Regions from separate parts of the Manis pentadactyla genome. Here region 1 is linked to region 2. The links are chromatin contacts, called in public Hi-C maps. All regions are on one chromosome and are shown on one strand. Each heading gives the region's core, a stretch centred on a gene start, on an enhancer-like site or on the middle of the called end of the contact. The rest is flanking DNA. Distances are from core to core; before and after follow the strand shown. Region 1 holds the start of FOXN2 (forkhead box N2). Region 2 holds the start of PPP1R21 (protein phosphatase 1 regulatory subunit 21).

Evidence for each region. Hi-C and Micro-C count contacts between places; a contact is called where the count stands out from the background.
Region 1: a Hi-C map of blood shows a contact between it and region 2, with 3 times the contacts expected there. The contact joins the promoter of FOXN2 here to the promoter of PPP1R21 in region 2. A contact is called at or near these places in 3 of 3 Hi-C or Micro-C datasets (blood, fibroblasts and skin fibroblasts).

What each region holds. Positions count from the first base shown.
Region 1 is chr2:196,512,123-196,515,455 of mManPen7.hap1, forward strand. FOXN2 (forkhead box N2) reads right to left here and starts at 1,275. Exons shown (of 6, transcript XM_036926040.2): 1 at 1,106-1,275.
Region 2 is chr2:196,363,013-196,366,261 of mManPen7.hap1, forward strand. It overlaps PPP1R21 (protein phosphatase 1 regulatory subunit 21), which reads right to left and starts at 1,830. Exons shown (of 23, transcript XM_036926043.2): 1 at 1,610-1,830; 2 at 1,283-1,444. The coding sequence starts at 1,336.

The DNA of each region.
Region 1 (3,333 bases), core at 25-2,524, 150 kb after region 2:
TGTTAGGAGAAAACGAAGTACGGGGGCTGCTTTAATGAGACTTTAAAGCAGAAGTCAGGTCCAATAAGATCCCGAAAGTGTGCCCCAATGAATTAGCTACCCTAACTCCCAGGAGTTGCGGTGGGTGTAGAGGCGTTTTGCAGAGGGGTAAAAGGGCTGGAGTTGAGGAAGAGTGGAGGACGCAACACTACGCACATGGGCGTCTTTCCCGATTCCCACCGTCCTCCTGGATTCCAGACTCGTTGCTGCTGCGGTGGGGCGAACTCAGAAGCTGAAAGGCCTCGCACAACGCCTTACGACCTCTCACCTTCCCAGGAGAAAGGACTTAAGGGCAGTAATCGGTGGCCCAAGAGAGGCGGAGAACAGGAAGTGTACATATTGCAGCGCTGAAACTCTTTAACTCCCACCACACCAAGACAGCCACTCTCGGAGGCACCCAGGGGGCGCACCGGAGGAGGGGCGGAGGGTACCGGGGTCCGTCACCCCCACATCCGGGACTCGCCCCTGTCCACCCCAACGCCTTGCCGCTCCGCTGCTCGAAGTGTAGTTTTGCACTTGGCAGCGCCCCGCGCCCCCTCGGGCACCATTCGGCCAGGCCCAGCCAGTCCGCCTGGGGTCCGACAAGGACTCCACGCCCCGCACGTTTCGCTCCACTTCAAGCCGGGGCTGGGGGCGTTGCACATATTCCCGAGAGGCTTGGGGCACTTCCCCCCAACAGTGGATTCGCTCTGAGTCAAGCCCTAAGAGTCCTCGGGGACACCTCCAAGCCTTCCCGGAGAGTCTGCACCCCTCGCAGCGGTTTCCGCCGCGCGACACCCGCTCCCGGGCAGTCACTGCCTCTCAGAAAACTCTAACTTCTCACGGGGCCGCACTCCCCAGTTCGACACCCCCCGGGAGCCCATACACGACCCAAAGCGCAGACAGGGAAGACCCCCTCAAAGGCACCAATTCCACACTGGACAAAAATGTCCGGGCGTGTCACGGGACAGGCGCCTCCGCGCCCCACGCCCGGCGCCGGCCGCACGCGCTGCCTCTGCGCCTGGAAGCGGTGCCGCGGGCCCGGGCGGGGAGCGCGGACGCCGGGCGGCGCCGGGCCGGGACTCACCGTCAGCTCGGTTGCCGCAGCGGAGAGGCAAGGGACGGCAGGGGAAAGACACAATATGGCAGAGCACCGCAGCTGCTCCCGGCTGCTTCCAGCAGCCGCCTCCGGGAAGACGCGGCAAAGAGCAGGCAGCGGCAGCTGCGGTGGCGGTCGCGGCAACACCACATCCCCCTCCCGCTTCGCTTCCTCCTCCTCCTCCCTCCGGCCTCCCCCCGATGCCATGGCAACGCGGCGCCAAGGAGATTAACCCCGCCCCTCGCGACCCTTCCGGAGGAGGACTCGGCTGGCCCCTCCTTGTCCCCTCCCACCTTCTACCGAAGGACCCGCCCAGGACCGGCGGGTTGCCCAGAACGGCGGGTGAGGGAGGAAGGCTGGGGCTGAGGGGATGCCGCGTTCGGCAGGGCGGGGCTCGCACGGAAGGCAGGGCAGAGAACGTGTGGGCCGGTGCGGGTTTCTGTCTGAGGACGGGCTGCGGAAGGCGGGAAAATGGAAAGGCCTCGCCTGTCCCGGGAAGGACCTATAGGAGCGCGGCGGGGTGCGGCGCGGCCGCTGACTGGCGGAGATGGCGCGGCGCGGGGCGGGGCGGGTGCCGGGGAGGGTGACCGCCGGAGTTGGACGGCCCGCGGTGCCTGCGCTGGGACTGCAGCTACGGACCCGACAGCCTGAGTGCCTGTGGGTTTCCCTAAGAGCTTTCCTCCATTGGCCAGGCTTTTGAAAGCACTTTAGGAACGGTAAAGCATTAATATACACTTAAAGATGTGTTACCTTCTCTTGACTGAAATTTTATGTGAAAACGGAGCTCAGCGTATCTGTGGTGAAAAAAAAGAGGACTTTGAAGTTACATGCAAAATTTAATAAGCATAGCATTTACTGAGCACTCACTAAGTGCTAGGGCCTGGGCTAAATTCTTCACATACGTTGCCATAACCATAATGCTAAGATAACGTTACCAGATAAAATACAGTATTTTATTCACTTAAATCTCGATGTCAGATAAACAAAATAATTTTTAAATGTAAGGATGTACCATTTTGACATATGTTTCCTGGCTTGTTTTGTTTTGTTTTTGCTAAATCTGCCAACCCTGTCCTAACTCTCACGAATTCCTACTTTACAGATAAGGAAACCGAGGCTTAGAAAAATGACCTGTCAAGTATAAAGTAAGTGGCAGAACTAAGGCTCCATTTTACTATCATTTTGATCCTGATAATTAAATCTCTGAATATCTATGTCCACATATTAAAAACCTAGAGTGGGGATACCTGTCTCACAAATGTGTTGACTGGATTAAAAGAAAGGATATATGAAAGACACCTGGACAGTGACTGATGCATAGTAGGTACTAAGAGAAGTTCATTTCCTTTCGAACAATGAATGTTAACATTGATATTCACTATGTGACAGGCTCTGAATATAAAGTGAGATGAGAATGAAAAAAGCTGCCTATTGACAATAAAACAAATCAAGCTGTGGGGATTATGAGAATACAGAATTATAGGTATCAGAATATATAAAAACAAAAATGAAAGTGTTTGACCCTCCGTCCACACATGAAAATGCTATGTTTATATGATTTGTCCATAGTCATCTACTAGTTACATTTGTTTTTCATTACACTGTCCTGAAGGACCTCATAGCTTACATTCAGAGTAAGAGATCAGAAGGCAGATATTCAGTGTGCTTCAACTGAAGCAAGGGTTGCTTCATTTTCTCCCTTCAGAGCAATGACTGTTGCCCCCTCATGTGGATAAACTGAAGGAAGTTCCTAAAGGAACAGTGTAGTAGAAAGGGAACTGAAAAGAGGAGGGGAAGATTGAGAGAAAGTGACTTCTGAAGAGCCACAGCCTCCTCAGACCTTAATCCTGTTTTATATCTCTGCTGGCCATCATCATGGTGGCCACTAACATAATATAGGTAGGTCTTCATCTCCTTACAAATTAGTATATTATTATCTTACTTGATATATTGAACTTTAGTTTCTGTTTTTCCTTCTAGCCTATTTTAAACTCAGGTGGCCAGTCTTCCTCAACTCTAGAAGAATCATAGAATTTGAAAGATGGAAGTTATGTATACTTAGAAATATCATGTAGGATCTCAGTCTATCATTGATGCGAAAACTAACCCAAAAAAGTATGTAACGTGTCCAAAGTCAAATAATGAATCTACTGCATCTCATCCACTAAGTTTTCTCTTCTGGTTTTCCCCACTGACTGATTCAGTCTGGAGAGGGG
Region 2 (3,249 bases), core at 580-3,079:
TCCCTTACCCTCCATCTCTTTTGTGTTCCCACTGACCAAACACTCCTCATACTGTATCATAATTAGACAAAATGTTTGAACGTGTATTAAAGGGTTCTCCTCAAACTGGAACTCTGCCTCACTCAACAGACTGTTCACAAAGGACACATAATAAATATCTGTTTGAATGAAAGAGCTTATATATCCAAGAGTAAAATCTTTTATAGCTGTGATAACTTTTGGGGAGGCTATACAATTATTTCAGCAATGTAGTCGCTGTTCAAAACAGTTTTGGAAATCTCTTTTGCCGTTTGGAATTGCCTTCTGAGCTTGTTTACTCTCTGGAGAAGAAAATCAGGCCCTTGTTTTACACTCATGAAACATTTTCACCCAAAAATAGTATAACCAATTATAAATACTATCATCCTCTACCCACACCGTTTCATCATATTTATTTGTTCCAAACAACTTTTGGTCCTTTTAAACAAGAAAATATTCCTTCAAAGGATTAAAAACTTGCCATCACCATCATTGTGCCACAGGCTCTTAAGACAATTTCAAATGGAAATGCCAGAAGTTTTGCCAGTGATAGCACTGTTGGAATAAGAGTAGTATCTCAAAAGGCTCCCATTTTATGGTAAATAGACTTGTGTATATGTTACACACAGGTTTTATTTTTCAAAGAGTATTTCTTTTCACCTTGCTGAAATGAAATCCTAAGAAAAAAATGTCCGTTGCTCCAATTTGTAAAATAGCGGCTGTCTTCCCTTTGCCCCCACGAATGCCAGGCTACTGAAAACTAAGCTTAATGGTTGTTGAAATCAATTTCCAAAGATGTTAAGATTCTGCTTTTATAACTTCATTAGAATATTCTTAAGGCAGAAATATCCTACCCGGAAGCAGCACCGCCCTTTTCCAAGGAAAAGGCTCCATCATTTAAAAAACGGATGCCATAAATATGACAAAGGGGCAGGTCCCTATTTTGCTTAATTCAGTATGTATTTGCGCACCTGCTGGGTGCTCTGCCCCGCTCCAGCTGACCGAGGGAAAAGAGAGAAAAGAACACATCCCTAGCACTGAAGCTTTCAAAATAATTTCCAGACATCTTACCAAGCATCGAATACATTTGTAATCACCCATCCCGGGGGAAGCAGTTTACACGCACAACTCTATTTACCCTCCCGAATTGACGGGGGCAGAAACATCTCTTTATCTTAGCATCCCTGTGGGAACAGAAAGCTTGATCTTTCCCATCAGTGAGCTGGGAAAACTGAGGTAGCAGCAGTGGTGGGATGGTCTTCACCTTTTCCTTTCCCTCCCGACCAGCACTAGACGCAGAGGCCAGGATTTCTGACATCCCAGTCCCAAGCCCGCTAGTTTGAATGAGAAGACAGCATCAAACTCCTGCTCCTTGCCGCAGAAACGCACAACGACCCAGACACGGCCCAGCCCCATCGCCTGGGAGCTGCAGGTGGGCAAGCACGGAAATGGTGGACAGAGGAGGAGGAAGAGAGAGAAGGGGCGCGCTCGCGTGCCCGCTCCGCTGTCCACCTCGGTCCCGACAAGTCGCTGCCTAGGCAACCCGAGGCCGCAGGGCCGGGGACCCCCTATCCCCGCCCACGATGGGTACCTTCGAGTACTCCTGAGCCAGCTTCTGGTATTTCCCCTGCAACTCAGCCGAGGCCATGACCTCCCCAGCCCCGTCCAGGCCAGGCTGCCCAGGCCGCTCAGCCCCACCCCCCGCCCCCAACCCCTGACACCCTCCACGGTACGGCTCCGCCAGCGCCCGGCCGCTTAGCCACCGCCGCCGCGCCTCCTCCTCCACTTCCGGGTTCGCCCGGGTGGAGGAAAGCGAAGTGGGGCCGGGGGCGGGGCGACTGCCGGGGGCGGGGAGACGTCTTGGCGTCATCACCCCGCCCTCCCGCGCCCGAGCACGTGTGCGCGCAGCCTCGTGGCGGGCCTGGGCTCTTCCTCGGGGACGAGGGGGCGCCATCTTGACGCATGGTCCAAGATGGCCACCCTAGAATGGGGTAGGGGACAATCGGAGCGGGAGAAAGTGATGAGCCCACAGAATGGGCAGGGACTGAGGAGAGGGGCGGTGGTTACGAAGACCCGAGGACCGGAAGAAGACATATTCTAAGCGCGTGATGAATTCTGGCACACACCCCACCCCCATCCCTGCTGGTTTCCATGGCAACCACCCGGCGTTTGGTGGTTACATCTTTCCGAGAGTGCATTGAGGGAAAACACCTTTATATTCCGTTGAGGCGTTATCCGAATATGGTAGCACTGGACCTGCCCTGTACACTTTCAGACCTCCCCCAAATTTTCACGGTTGCTGCTGCCAGCCTCCCCTGCGTCAGACCTGACAAACCATTCTCTTATTTTACCATTGAAGTTCTTTGTGTCCGTTTCCTACCCAGTCTACTCGCCCATTCCTGACCACGCAAGCACAGCACAGCGGAGCGTTTTTCAGTGGATTGGATAAAAAGCCTTTGGAAATTTCAGGAATGACTCTTGCCTCGTATGCAGTTAAGGGTGGACGTTACCTGGAGAACTGAAGGAAAAACTAGTCTGCCTGAGATATTTTATTGCCAGTTTGCTTCTAAAGTCTTGCTTCTACTCATTTAAAATTTGTTGAGGACCTATTACATCTGAGATCTTGTTCTAGGCATTGCATTTATTGCAACATTGTAAAGTTCATTGACAGAGGAATGAATAAGAGTGTATATTTGCCATAAATTGCAACACTGCAGTTAAAAGTAATGACCTAGATCTATAAATATCTGCATATATTTGTACGTATCAACATGATAAAACACTATGTTAAATGTAAAAGAAATCGCAGTACACTATAACATGAAAAGATACACTTTGCATATACATGAAAAATACACAAAGCAGCAGTTGTATTCAACAAGCAGTTGTATTGTTCAAATAGAGAAACAACTGGGCAGATAACACATCAAATTCTGGATAGTGGTGGTCTCTGGTGAGAAAAGAGAAAGCTCAGTGAAATGGGAGAACAAAGGAAAATTAACTTTATTTTTATTTACTTTTTAAAATAAATATGACAGGATGTTAACATTTATTATCTATGTAGTAGGTATAGGGATCTTAGTTACATTGGCATTTCAAGATGCTTGAAATTTTCCTTCATTAAAAATACTATTTGTGCTATCCTTGTTTTATATTTGGGTATGAGTAAACCTGAGATTTTATAGTGAATTTTTTCTATTTTTTCAATTTGCTAATAGCCAAGCCCTTCTG